Regions from separate parts of the Canis lupus genome. Here region 1 is linked to region 2. The links are chromatin contacts, called in public Hi-C maps. All regions are on one chromosome and are shown on one strand. The core of a region is the stretch at or near the end of the contact, and the rest is flanking DNA. Distances in the headings are between cores, read along the strand shown. Region 1 holds the start of NAPG (gamma-soluble NSF attachment protein). Region 2 holds the start of LOC119876458 (homeobox protein engrailed-2-like).

Region 1 (6,411 bases), core at 1,548-4,047, 560 kb before region 2:
CATCAAAACTTGAGACCCTCTGAAGCGCAGCATCAAGCAAGCAGTTGGATTCATGAGGCTGAAGCTCAGGAGAGGCTAGAGGTATTAACTAAGGAGCCACTGGCACATACCACACAAAGGGCCCAGTTAAAATCCACCAGGGAGATCTAGAAAGTGAGCAGAAAGCCTACAGAATACAAATATTCAGAGCAACAACACAGGGAGTCAGCAAAACAGGTTGAGAATTAGCCAGGAAAGATAACTGGAAAGACTGGGATGTTATGAAAACAACAGGATCGCTACTGGTTTCTCATACGCCGAAACAAAGAGCCATCAGTTTTGAGTCTTTACCTGACCTGCCCTTTCAATATTTTCTTTTTTAGAAACCTAAGAGTCAAGCTTTCCCCTCTATATCCAGTCAAGTAAGTAAAGCTTACCCCCTCTTTTTGACGGATACCGTCCAATGCTGCCTCTTGTGTTGTTACTTTAATTCAGGCCCTCATCATGAGTCTACTAACCAGTCATGGAAAGTCACCTTTCTTGCCTGCCCTCCCTCCTCTTCCACTCACCCCACCTTGAGGATATTAATTTTTCCTTACTTTGTACACCCCCTGAAACAACTGCATACCTCTGTTCTAGCATTTACTATCTTATTTCTACTCTCTGATGACTTGTATGCTTGCCTGTGAATTCTAAACTCCTGAATAAAGAACCTCTTTTGGTTACTTCAATAGCTCCAATGGCTGGGTCAGATATACACTGCCTGAATGTGACAAAATTCTCACTTTTCTCTCCCCTCCCCAATCTCCACATTTCTTTTGCCAGGTCCTATTGGTTACACGATCCCCAGAGAAGCTAACATTCAGGACCATCAGAGGGGCAGCCCATTCAGTCTGGCCCCAACTTCTCTGCTCAAGCTCATTCCCTGGCACTGCAACTACTCTACTTTATTCCCCTGGCATATTTTCAAGCCTATGCACATACTAAATCCTATACAGATTCTCGTGGGATTTTCCTTCTGTTTAAAAAAAAAATTATTTTCCGGGACTGAGTGGCTCAATGGTTGAGCATCTGCCTTTGGCTCAGGGCGTGATCCCAGGGTCCTGGGATACAGTCCCATATCGGGTTCCCAGCAGGGAGCCTGCTTCAACCTCTGTGTCTCTGCCTCTGTCTCTCATGAATAAATAAAATCTTAAAAAAATTTTTTTTTTTTTTAATTTTCCAGGACCTGCTTAGAAATCACCTTTGGGAAATCTTCCTGAAATTTTCCAGATAGAATAAACTCCTCCTCCTGTGCTACCAAAGCAAAGCTGAGACCGCTTTATTATGGTCTTTATCAAACGCACTATTTTAATGATACTTTTGGGTTTGCTCCCAGAGAAAAAGAAAAGAAAGAAAAGAAAGAAAAGAAAGAAAAGAAAGAAAAGAAAGAAAGAAAGAAAAGAAAAGAAAAAGAAAGAAAGAAAGAAAGAAAGAAAGAAAGAAAGAAAGAAAGAAAGAAAGAAAGAAAGAAAGAAAGAAGAAAAGGGGGAGAGGGAGAGGGAGAGGGGAGAAAGTAAGATTGCTGGGGGCATCTCCTGCAAAAAAGGGAGTAGAACACAGTCACAGGGAGGAAGTAGTAACACAGTAACTATAGACTTGACAATTGGAACAGTTTTTGGAACAATGGAACAATTTTTCCATCGTTCAAGGGATCCCTGGGTGGCGCAGCGGTTTAGCGCCTGCCTTTGGCCCAGGGCGCGATCCTGGAGACCCGGGATCGAATCCCATGTCGGGCTCCCGGTGCATGGAGCCTGCTTCTCCCTCTGCCTGTGTCTCTGCCTCTCTCTCTCTCTCTCTGTGACTATCATAAATACATAAAAAAAAAAAAAAGAAGAAGAAGAAAAAGAGCTGGCGCTGCCATCTTTCAACGGTGCAGCCCTGGACAAGTCATCATAAGGCTTCTCCAGGCCTCTCCTCCTCTTCTGTAAAGTGAGATTCTGTACTCGACTCCATGTAGAGGTTTCGTTTTCTACAATTACCAGACACGACTTCGTCGCAGCAATGACACTGAGGAGGGGAGTGCGGAGAGCTGGGCGGCCTCAGCTCAGTCCCGCCTATCTGCCGGGTGCCTACAGCGTGGCCGTGGCAGAAGCTGGGAGAACACACGCAATCAGTAGGGGAGCGCGAACCCCTGGGACGCGACAAGGGACCCCCGCGGATTATCAGCCACAGCCGCAGCCCCCTCCGCAGCCCCCTCCGCACGCGAGAGGCTTTCAGAGCGCTGGTTCTCAACAAGGCGATTTCTGCCCCGGGGAGTCCGTTCTGGTCGTCAGCGTGAGGGAGGACAGGTGCTGCGGGCATCTAGGAAGTAGAGCCCCGGGATGCTGCCAAACTGCGAGGCGCAGCGCGGTCTCCTCAAGGGAACACCCAGAGCGAGCGGCGGAGCATCCGGCCCCGCAGAAGGGAGCCCAGAGGGGAGCCCAGAGGGGAGCCGGGACGACTTCCGGCAGGCGCTGAGTCCGCTTCCGGAGGGGCAGCCGGCCCCGCCCCGGACCCCCGGCCGCAGCCCCGCGGAGCCGCCGCCCTCCGCGCTCGCTCTCCACGCGCCCCCTCCAACTCCCGCGCGGGGCCGGCGTGGGCCACGGACCCACCCGTGTCTCTCACTCACTATTTCTCTGCCTTGGCGAGGTGCTCCAGCCCTTCGTTTATCTTCTGAGCCGCCATCTCCGAGGTCGGGCCCTGACGTGAAAGGCGAGAGCCCGGCTGAGGAGGCGTGGGAACGCCGCAGTGCAAGCCGGGAACGGCCCCGCGGCCCAGCTGCTACAGGGGCCTGGAGGGCTCAAACCTAAGGCGGCGCAGCAGCCTGGGGAGCGGGTCTCGGGGCCGCGCCGGCCCAAACAGCGCAGGCGCGGAGCGTCAGGGTTCGCCCGCTCCCAGGGCGTGTAGCGCAGGCGCAGTGGGCGCTGAAGGCGGTTGGCTCGTTCCTGCGTTGGTTCAAGGAACATTTACTGAGCACCTACTAGGTGCCAGGAACCGCTCCAAGCGCCGGGAAATCAGCAGGGAGTACAGCGGGCAGAGAAGACCCGCCGTGGTGGAGCCGTGCCTTCCCGCTGGTGCGAACACGCCGGTGTAGAATCGATGACTCGCTCCATAGCTGGGAGCGTCCTCACCCTGCCGAGGAGCGCCCCCTGCACAAAACAGACCGTCGGTGCCCTGGACTGTGCAGCAGTCACCGGGCGACACTAACTGCGGTCCGCGCTCGGAAGGAAGGGTTCAGGGACATTGGCGGGGCTCGGGCACAAGTACAAGCTTGGCCCGATGGACCATCACGGAGATCCCGATGCCCGCGGGGCCCGTGCAGCCTCCCAGCCGCCCGCTCCCGGGGTCGCAGCCGCAGCCGCAGCCGCAGCCGCAGCCGCAGCTTACGGATCGCCAGGCCCCGTGCGCCCTCCCCTGTGTCCACTCCAGCCCACCCTGCCTGGCGCCGGGAACCCCTCGCCTTCAGCAGAAGGCTCTGCGGTTTCCTGTCCTTCTGCTCTTCTTCCCACGTCCCCCTTTACCCGGCCTAGATCCCGTGTTCCCTCCTATTAGCCGCACTTGTGATAGCTGGGCCTCCTCGGCCCTCCCTGTCTGGAGAACCCCCAACTCTCCACCTACCCTGGAACTGCTCTTAGGCAAGTAAGTGTGGCTGGAGAAATATCAAACTAGCTGCTGACATTCCTCATTGCAATGGTCATAAACATCAAGGAGATAACTTGGTGCTGCTGAGCAACTGGGCTTCGTTTTCCTGTCAAATTACTCACCCATCCACTTGGATGGCTGTTTGCACCCTCTTTCTCCTCAAAATTCCCACGCAGTCTCCCCGCCTGCCTGCCAGCTTTTACTTCTTGTTTTTTTTTTTTTAATTTTTTTTATCTATTTATGATAGTCACAGAGAGAGAGAGAGAGAGAGAGAGAGGCAGAGACACAGGCAGAGGAAGAAGCAGGCTCCATGCACCAGGAGCCCGACGTGGGATTTGATCGCGGGTCTCCAGGATCACGCCCCGGGCCAAAGGCAGGCACTAAACCACTGCACCACCCAGGGATCCCTCTTGTTTAATAGGAAGTAGCAATTGAGGGGAGATCTTGCATTTGGCCTCATCAGCCCATCCACCAATCACCTGCATCTGTTCCTAGTAGTCTGCCTTTTCTCTAGTGATCCTGTCTCATCTATCCTCACTTCCTTATTTAGTCTCATGGGTATAGGTGCCATCCATGCCCAAGGCTTCCCATCATCATCCCATCACTAGCCTGAGCTTCCCTGTATGAGGGCACAGCCTTCCAAGAGGGTGGAGGCGGGTGGAGCTATAGGCCTCCTGCAACCAACTCAGTATCACTCCTGCCACTTGTATTGGTCAAACCAAGTCATGAGGCAAGTCCAGATTCGAGAGGTCGGGAAATAAAGGAGTTGTAAAATATTGTGACTGTGACCTCCAGCTCACCATAGCTCTGGAATGACTGATGCCTTATAAGAGACCTGAGGCCTTTATCAGGAAACGGGCAAGTCTTACATTTTTTAAGTGAAACTAGACTTAACGTCCACCCAGTGACCCAGTGCTATCAACCTCCAAAACCACTGAAAGTGCCAGAAGTTTTCCTAAGGGATCTACACCAAGTCTATTGCCTCTTCCTCCCTCTCTCTTGTTCACACACCCATTCATTAAATCTTTTCTGAGCCCCTACTCGGCACAAGGCACTGTTCCTCACAGGATGCAATTGTAAGCAAGAGAGTATGGGGGAGGAAGAATTCTCTTCCTCTGCCCTTCTTAGATTCTCCAGCTGGGGCTCTGTAAATCAGACTGGCAAAGACAGCAACAGGAGGAACGCATACAGATTTATTTAATATAAGTCTTACAAGATGCAGAGCCTTCCTAAGGAAAAGAAGTCCTGCAAAAATGGCTAAACCTGCATGTTGTTACGCTAGATTTGATGAAGAGTGGGAAGTTGTAGGAAACACGATAGTACAAAGGGCACGCCTTAAGGGTAGTAAACTGAAGGAAAATTAGCAAGGACAAGCAATTCAGGGTCCCTGCAGGGGACCTGAATTCCTCCATCTTCTGAGATAAATCATCTCTTCCAGATATGGGGAGGACACTTCTCATAGGAGGACTGACAGGTGCAGGACATGCTCCCCCAGAATATGTCACCTTGACTTGTTGACTATTGTGCGGTGAGGAACTTTGAGAAAACAGCAGAAGCAGGAAGATCACTCTGACCTCCTTTGCCCATTGCCCTTCTGCCCTGAAACAGGTCATAAAACCCTACCCGAGAGCTACTTCCCTATACCTGGTGGAAAGCAACATCCTTATCTCCAAAGATGGAGGGACCCAGAAGAATCTGAGCGGACAGTACTTGCCAATCTTCCCCCACTATACTACCCTTACCTCCTGCTCCTTAACCTGTCATGTTCCTCCGTGCCTGCCCACTCCTCGCTGAACTCAGCATAAGAGTACCAGGTGTGGTTCTTTGGGTCCTCTTTTCCTTAGGAAGGCCCCCATGCCAGGATAAAACTTACATGAAATATGCTTGCATACTTCGCTCCTGTTCATCTTTGTCTAATTTTCAGACCTAGCCAGAGCTCCTAAGAGAGTTGAGGAAAACTTTTCCCCACCCTACAGGATCTTCTGACCTGCTTCAGGGGAGAAGGGGGTGGTCAGAGAGACCTTCCTGCACCTGTTTTGTTTTCAAATCCCTTCATCTTGGTATTCCAAGGTGCCATAATTTGGGGTAGCCTGTTCTTTTTTTTTTTTAAGATTTTATTTATTCATGAGACACACACACAGAGAGAGAGAGAGAGAGAGGCAGAGACACAGGCAGAGGGAGAAGCAGGCTCCATGCAGGGACCCCGACGTGGGACTCGATCCTGGGACTCCAGGGTCATGTCCTGGGCCGAAGGTGATGCTAAACCGCTGAGCCACCCGGGCTGCTCGGGGTAGCCTGTTCTAAACCCTATCAGGACATAATGTCTGCTTACATGGAATTTGTGATCAATTGAGGGGACACAAATATTAAACCTAAATTTTATTAGGAATTGACAAAGAATGGAAAAGAGAAAGAAGGTTATGGCAGCCCCATGGCATTGGAGGGTTCTCTGTTCCCAAAGACCTTAGACTAGGGAAGCTGTAAGTACAAGCCAACTCACCTCCCCGGGAAAGGGAGCAAACAGGGCCAGTAAAGGGGGGACACCAATGCTCTATTTTCTTCTTCTCCCCCTTTCCCTTCCTACATGAGGGTTGAGGAAGGGCTTAAGGGAGGGATGTTTACACTGGGAAGCCAGCTTGGAAGAGCCCAAAGTGGAAGCTTGCAGCAAATAAGGAAACACTACAGTTTTTCAAGCTAGACACTGTGGTACACCTCATGAAAAGAATTCTTGCTATCGCAGCAGCTTCCACCAGCGCTGCTGGTGTCTCT
Region 2 (6,686 bases), core at 3,563-6,062:
ATCTCAGGGTTGTGAGACCAAACCTCATGTGGGGTTTCTAGCCTGTTTAAGACTCTCTCTCCCCTTCTGTCCCATACTCCCCCAAAAACTGAGTCAAAATTCAAATCCAGATAGTCAGCAAGCAATTCTAAAACTGACTCTGTAAAGTCTTAATTAAAATACAAATTTGAGTGTGAACCAACAGGTGCAAAGATAGAGCAAGAGAAGGTGAAGCCATCAAAAACCAGGAGACTGAAGAAGCAAAGTTCACAGAGATAAAAAACCAAATCAGAATCTCAGAAATATTAGCAATTAAGAAAAAGCCCATAAATGAGACAATAAAGAGAGCAAAAAAGAAAATTAGAAGACAATTACATAGAAGTCAAAAGAATTGTTTTTAAAAAGAGGAACTGTTAATAATGTAAAGTGCCACAGAGATATGAATTGGAAATGATCAATGCGATCAGCAAGCAATAAGCAGTGAGGACAGAATACTACAGGGGACAAGAGGTGAGAAACTAAACTAAACAGTGCACACGGACAATTTTTCCAATAAGTCTGACTGCAAAAGAAATGAGGGGCAGGGAGGGACATATACCAGAAGGAGTTGGGAGTCAAGTACTTTGTTTATTTGCTTTTACAATGAAAGACTTATGTGTACTTGTATGTTTAAAGGAAGAAGCCGGTGGTTGAAAACATGAGAGGGAAAATATCTGAGGGAACATGGTCTAAGTATGAGTCATGAGGGATTTTACCTTAACCAACAAAAACAGCAGAACAAACAAGCTTGGATAGGAGAAGGGTTTTTCTTTCTTGGGGGCGGGGGGGGGGGGGGAGTGGAGTATAGATGTGTAAAGATGCAACAGGTGTTAAAAGAGAAGACAGCACATCATGGAAGACCGTAAATACCACACTAAAAAAAAAATATATATATATATATATATATATTTATCTATTTTTGATCCAATAGATTTGGATCCAGTGGGCAATCAAGAGCTACTTGAGAGCTTTTAAGGAATGGAGTAATAAGATGTCATCTGTGGCCCAGAGAAGGGGGAAATCACCCTAGGGATCCGATGAAGCCACTGTGAAATAAGAGCTGATCTGAAAGACCTAAAAATATGCCAAATATCTACCAAGAGTAGAAGAACTCTACATCCTCACTTGTACTTCTCAGTATTATGTTGCTATTCAAAGATGTTCTGGCTGACATCACAGGTTTCTTGGTTCCTCAGAGAGCTTAATTTTCTTTATTCGCTTGATTTTGTTATGGGCCACCTTTAACAGAATGGTTCTGGTCTATTTTCCTTTCTCTGATTACTAGGAGGAAGAATACATTCACATTTTATTTTAGCATTTTCTAAATTTCCTTCTTCCAACTTTTCTCCAAAACCACTAGTAGGCAGGAAAAATATAATATAATACAATGGAAAAAAATGCTGTAATAGTAAAACTATAACAGCACAAAGAAACCATCTCTCAGATATAATATCAAATTTCACATCTGAATTCTAGGTCAAATTACTGACAGTGTTTAAACAAAATTTGGTAATACCTACCTCTTTTTCTTTACTAATCCGACAAAAGAGCTACCTTAGAATTCATTACACCATTATAAAAGCACCTTCATAGGTTAACAACTGTATAAAACAAAATTTTTAATAAAATAGAGATATTAGAAAAATGTATTAAACTGGTATATGTTTCTCCATAATTGTGCAAAGTGCTGATAATTCCTATCAAGATGATTGCTATGCATATGACAGAAAAATTCACCACCTATTCTCAAAATGATTAAACGAGTCACTATTGGAGAAACGATCTCCGTCAAGTGTAGAGTTCAAAAGAATTCAAATAAGCCTACAAAAAAGATAAAGAATTTAGCAAACTATCCTTTAACACACTTAACTAAAAACTACAGATGATTTAGGGCAAGTCAGAATGAAATGACTATATATCATCATCAAACTAAGGATAAGGAGACTGTGGATTCTAAATAAGTCTCCTCACTTAGTGTTGAACTGTGCTTTGGAATATGGAGAGGTTTCCATCAAAGCAAATTATTTACCTTTGACTAGAAAAAGAACATTAGGAAGAAGGGAATCAAATGACATCAAAGGTCATCTCTCCTAATTCACCCTACCCCTCCTATTCCCCAATCCTCCCCATTATCCCACCCTGGAACAGAAAAGCACAGTTCAAACCACTAAGTATAAGCCACACATTCTCGGGGATCCTTGGGTGACTCAGTGGTTTAGCACCTGCCTTTGGCCCGGGGCTGATCCTGGAGTCCCAGGATCGGGATCGAGTCCCACATCGGGCTCCTGCATGGAGCCTGCTTTAAGAGAGAAAATAAATAAATAAGCCACACATTCTCTTACATCAGTAGTTGAGTAAACAACCACTCCCTTGCCCATCCCTTTCCCCCCACCCCCCAAATGAAAATAAGCCTCTTCCAAGAAACCTGGGGGTTTCTTCATACCAGTCCTGCCTCTGTTAATAGCACCTATGTGCCTTTGGTCTCCCTCACAAGTCTGAGTTCTTCAAGGACAAAGAAAAAACCTAACACGTTTCACTGTTTTACTGGACGCTTTCTCTATTAAACTACAAACTGTACATCTTTTCCCACCTTGTTTAGTACTGAATCCCCAAATATAATCTGATAACTGTTGAATTACTTAGTTGAATACTCTTAATTAAATATAGGGATGGCACAAAGCTTTCAGTAAGTGTTCACTAAGTGGCCCAACCAAATATGTCTTCATAAACTTTTCAGTGAAATACATTTTTAAAAGTCAATTTTAAAAAGTGGTCACTGATATCCAAACTTTTAAAAATGGTCATTGTGAATTATTTTCATTCATAACACAAGAAAAACTTGTTCCATAATCATGACTAATAACTCTTCAGTAACTAAAATAATGTAATATATGAACGTTATTGTATGGGTTCTGAGTTGTTTCTTTAGCTTGCTTCTCCACTATTATTAGTCTCTTACTATGGCAACATGACAACTTCTCTAGGGAGAAAGCTTCAAATTCTGCGCACATTTTCTGGCCTAAAGCCGGTTGCAAAGGCTTCTAAAGTCCCTAAAGGTAATACACGCATGGACATCCACCAGTAGAGGAAATTTCCTCTGTAAACTCAGCCTGTCAAAAAGTAAAAGCAAAAATTCTTTTAACTTCTCAAAAGCACACACACCATTACAGAGGTTACAATAAATCCCTCCAGTCAAAAATAATCTAAGTAAGGTAATTTTCATGATTCCCCAAAGGTGCTTTTTCCTTTCAGCTAAAGCCATGTGAAACGCCACACACGTCAACTTGTTCCGGTAAGATACACTTAGTGCCCCTCAAATTATTGGAGTTGTCTTAAAACCAAATCCTTACTGAACAAGCAGCTCACATTCCCAATTCAAAGAAATCTGCAAATGTCCTAAAAAGCTTGCAAGATAAAGGACCTATCTACTACTCTCATAAATGCCAGGAAACAATATTTTAAAATCTCTAAAACTATTCAAAGCGTTGTCTATGGAAAGCTTTTGTTTTCCCTTTGGACTCAATCTCGTACAACAATAAAGGATTTAATTTGTTGTAAGCACTGGAATGGCTACACGCCTCGCAAACACCGCTCCCCTCAGAGCCGCTCAAACAAGATCGTGAATCTTCCAAAAGGCGATTCACTTTACGCGTTAAACCAAGACGGGAAGGAATCCGCTTTCCCTGTCGGAACTGCCCAGGCCTCCGGCATTCCTAAAAAGAAACCAGCCTAACTCTCTTCCCTGACGTACCCTGCACTCTGAACACCACCGGGGCCAAGAGCCGCCTCGGATTGCTCGGGGATCACCAAGTCGGACCGCTGGTTCACCACAGCATCGCTGCGAAGTGCACCCAGGGCGCTCCAGAGCCGACGGACACCTGAGCAGCCTCCCCGTAAACCAGAAACCTAAAGGCAGAGCCCCGCACCCTGGAGCTTCCGCAGCACAAGGGCTAAGCTGACAAGCAGAGCGAGAGCGCCCGGCAGGTGGGCCCGCGGGAAGGAGAGCCCAGATGCCGTCCCGGAGAACCAGGAAGGCGTCTACTCTTCACCTACTACTCTCCGCCCGCGGGCTGACGCACAGCTTTCCTGCCCGCACGCGCCTGGGTCTCGGCCAGCACAGCCGGGTCGGTCCTAACTGGAGGACTTCACGGGCTTCTCCGCCTCCCCGCAGCGCCTCGAACCCGACAGCCCCATCCCCTCCCAGCGACACGGTGGGCGGCAGCCCCTGTGCGGGGCGCGGGGTGCGGGGCGCGGGGCGCGGGGCGGCTCCACCCAGCCGCTGCTCCCGGACCCGCGTCCCGGGCCTCCCACCGCCGCTGACAGCCGGCGCCACCCCCGGGGCCCCCGCGCGCCCGCAGCGGACCCAGCGCAGGCTCAAGGGCCACCGCCCACCCGCCCCCTCCCAGACGACGCCCGACGGGCCGCGGGGGCCAAGGACGCAGCCCCGCGAGGCCAGCGGCGCGGGCAGCCCCCGGGAGGCGCCCCCGCGGGACCGCAAGATGGCGGCGGCGGCGGCGGCAGGGCCGGGCCCCTCCGCCTCGCCCCGGCCGGCGCGCGCAGGGAGACGCGAGCGGGCGCGGGCGGGCGCGGGCCGAGCGCGGGCCGGGCGCGGGGCCGGAGGCCGAGGGCCGGGGCGGGCGCCGCCGAGAATGGAGAGTGCGGGGCGTGGGGGAGGGGACGCTCCCTCGCGGCCGGCCGCCGACCTTCCCTCGACCCCCCAGCGGCCCCCAGTCTGGCCGCCCGCCCGCCCGCCCGCCCCACCCGGACAGCTGCCCTCCCCCTGCCTACCTTTGAATTTGAGGTCGGTGGGCGGGTCGAGGACCAGGATCTGCTCGTGCTTCGCCATGGCCCCGGAGGCGGACGCCATCGGAGAGACAGCGCAGAGCGGGGGCGCGCCCGCGGCGGCGGTTTGCTGGCTGGGGGCGGGGGGCGGCGGCGGCGGCGGCGGCGGCGGCGGCTCGGCCGAGCTCTACGATGGGGCCGGCTCACGGCGCCCGAACCCCCGACGCCTGCCGCTCTGTGGCCGGACCCCTGGGCCGCCCGCTGGGTCAGCAGCTCCGGGCCTCACAACTGACTCAACCCCACACCAGCCGCCGCGGCCACGCGCACTGCGATCCTCGGCACCCCACGTGACGGCCTCTGCGTGCTTACGTGCGCGCCCCGGCGGCCGGGGGCCCCTAGCGCCCGTCCCGCCCTCCAGTCCTGCCCTGCGCGGCGCCGGCCACTGCGCCTGCGCGCTCGGGGCCTCGCGGCCGCTCGGAGCTCGAACTGTCAAGGGAACGGGTGTGGATGGAGGGCGGAGCGAAGCCCCGTGGCAGCGACGCGGTGTGCACCGCGGGGCGGGAGGGCGCAATCCTCGCTCACGTTTAGTTCCGACGGCGAAGCTGGAGAACCGGCTGTTAGCAGCGCATTACTGTCTTCCAAGTGGGAACGCTTAAGAGAAGGAGAAAGTAGTCAGGCTCACTCACTACAACTCCCGGCATGCCCGTGGGGCCCGGTCTTTTTGCGGCACTGCGTGATGCTTGCCGGGAGTTGTAGTACTGGCTGTGGGTGGGCGGGAAGGGTGATGAGGTCCGTTGGAGGCGCTTGGGGTGGGCCGGCTGACAGCCGTTTTTGGCTCTCAGCGTCTCGTCTGCGCTGAAAAACAAAAAAATTAAAAAAAAAAAATTTAAAAAAAACTTTTGAAAACTGACCTGAGGTCCCCCGCCTAGAAATATAAAACCAAGATTTCTGAAATTTCTAAGTCCACCCATCCCTCTACATTCTCCGTCGTTTTCCAGCGGAACGTCTGCCGCTTCCTGAATTGCATCCAGCGATGCGGAGCCGACGGAGGAAGCTGCCCCGGGTCAGGAAGCCGCCGCCGTCGGGGAGCCCTGACGAAGCACCCTTACCCAGCTGCAAGTGGGGGTCCCCACCCACCCCGTTGGGTTGCGGGCGCCTGGTCTTCGGTTTTGTCAAGTGACGGGCCCAAGCCACGTTGTCGTGTTGGAAGCGAGTTCGGCGGATGGTCAAACTGAGCGAGGGAGGAAAGCCCCGGGAGCGAAGGTGTGACGGTGGATGTGCCGCGACTGAGCCTGAGGTGCGGCGGCCACCGGAGCCCCCAGGAGGCGCCGCAGAGGAGCGGCGGGGCAGCCGCGTTGGTCCGGAATGAGCGTGGGCACGAGGGCCGCCTCGACCCGCGCGCTCGGTGCAGCCGCGCCCGTGTGGGGTCAGGCCCTGAGGCGGCGCCCGCGGCGGACGCTACCTCCGACGGGCACGCAGCCTAAGCCGTGAGAGCCTCGTTCGAAAGTGCGTTCTAATTTCCCCTTTCCTCGGATTTCTTTTCTTTTTTTTTTTTTTTTTTTTCCCCTTGGATTTATTTTCGTTCACGAAATTTATCTTGAGATTTCAGTCATCGTCCAGGGACAATACCACAACTGGGCGTTTGTCAAGAGAGGCTGACGACCACCGCGTGGGACGGGGTCTCACACGCGATCAGCGTGAGGAGACGGCCCGTCGGCGGCCACAGACGCCGGGTTTCCGTGGGCAGATTCGCCTGGGCTGAACCGGCTGCTCCGCCGCCAGATGGACGTCGTCGCCCCGACCGACCGACCGGAGAGCGTCTGAGGATCCCGGGCCCGCGTGCTGCGGAAGTTCCCGCGCACTCCCCAGGCGCCGGCGGCTCGCGT

The links. A called contact is a pair of places that touch in the nucleus more often than the background predicts.
Region 1: a Hi-C map of blood shows a contact between it and region 2, with 3 times the contacts expected there. The contact joins the promoter of NAPG here to the promoter of LOC119876458 in region 2. A contact is called at or near these places in 2 of 9 Hi-C or Micro-C datasets (blood and skin fibroblasts).

What each region holds. Positions count from the first base shown.
Region 1 is chr7:76,486,236-76,492,646 of UU_Cfam_GSD_1.0, reverse strand. It overlaps NAPG (gamma-soluble NSF attachment protein), which reads right to left and starts at 2,797. Exons shown (of 12, transcript XM_038543883.1): 1 at 2,630-2,797. The coding sequence starts at 2,685.
Region 2 is chr7:75,929,006-75,935,691 of UU_Cfam_GSD_1.0, reverse strand. It overlaps LOC119876458 (homeobox protein engrailed-2-like), which reads left to right and starts at 4,812. Exons shown (of 3, transcript XM_038543877.1): 1 at 4,812-6,686. The coding sequence starts at 4,863. The coding sequence ends at 5,456. VAPA (vesicle-associated membrane protein-associated protein A) reads right to left here and starts at 5,087. Exons shown (of 6, transcript XM_038543874.1): 1 at 4,807-5,087. The coding sequence starts at 4,885.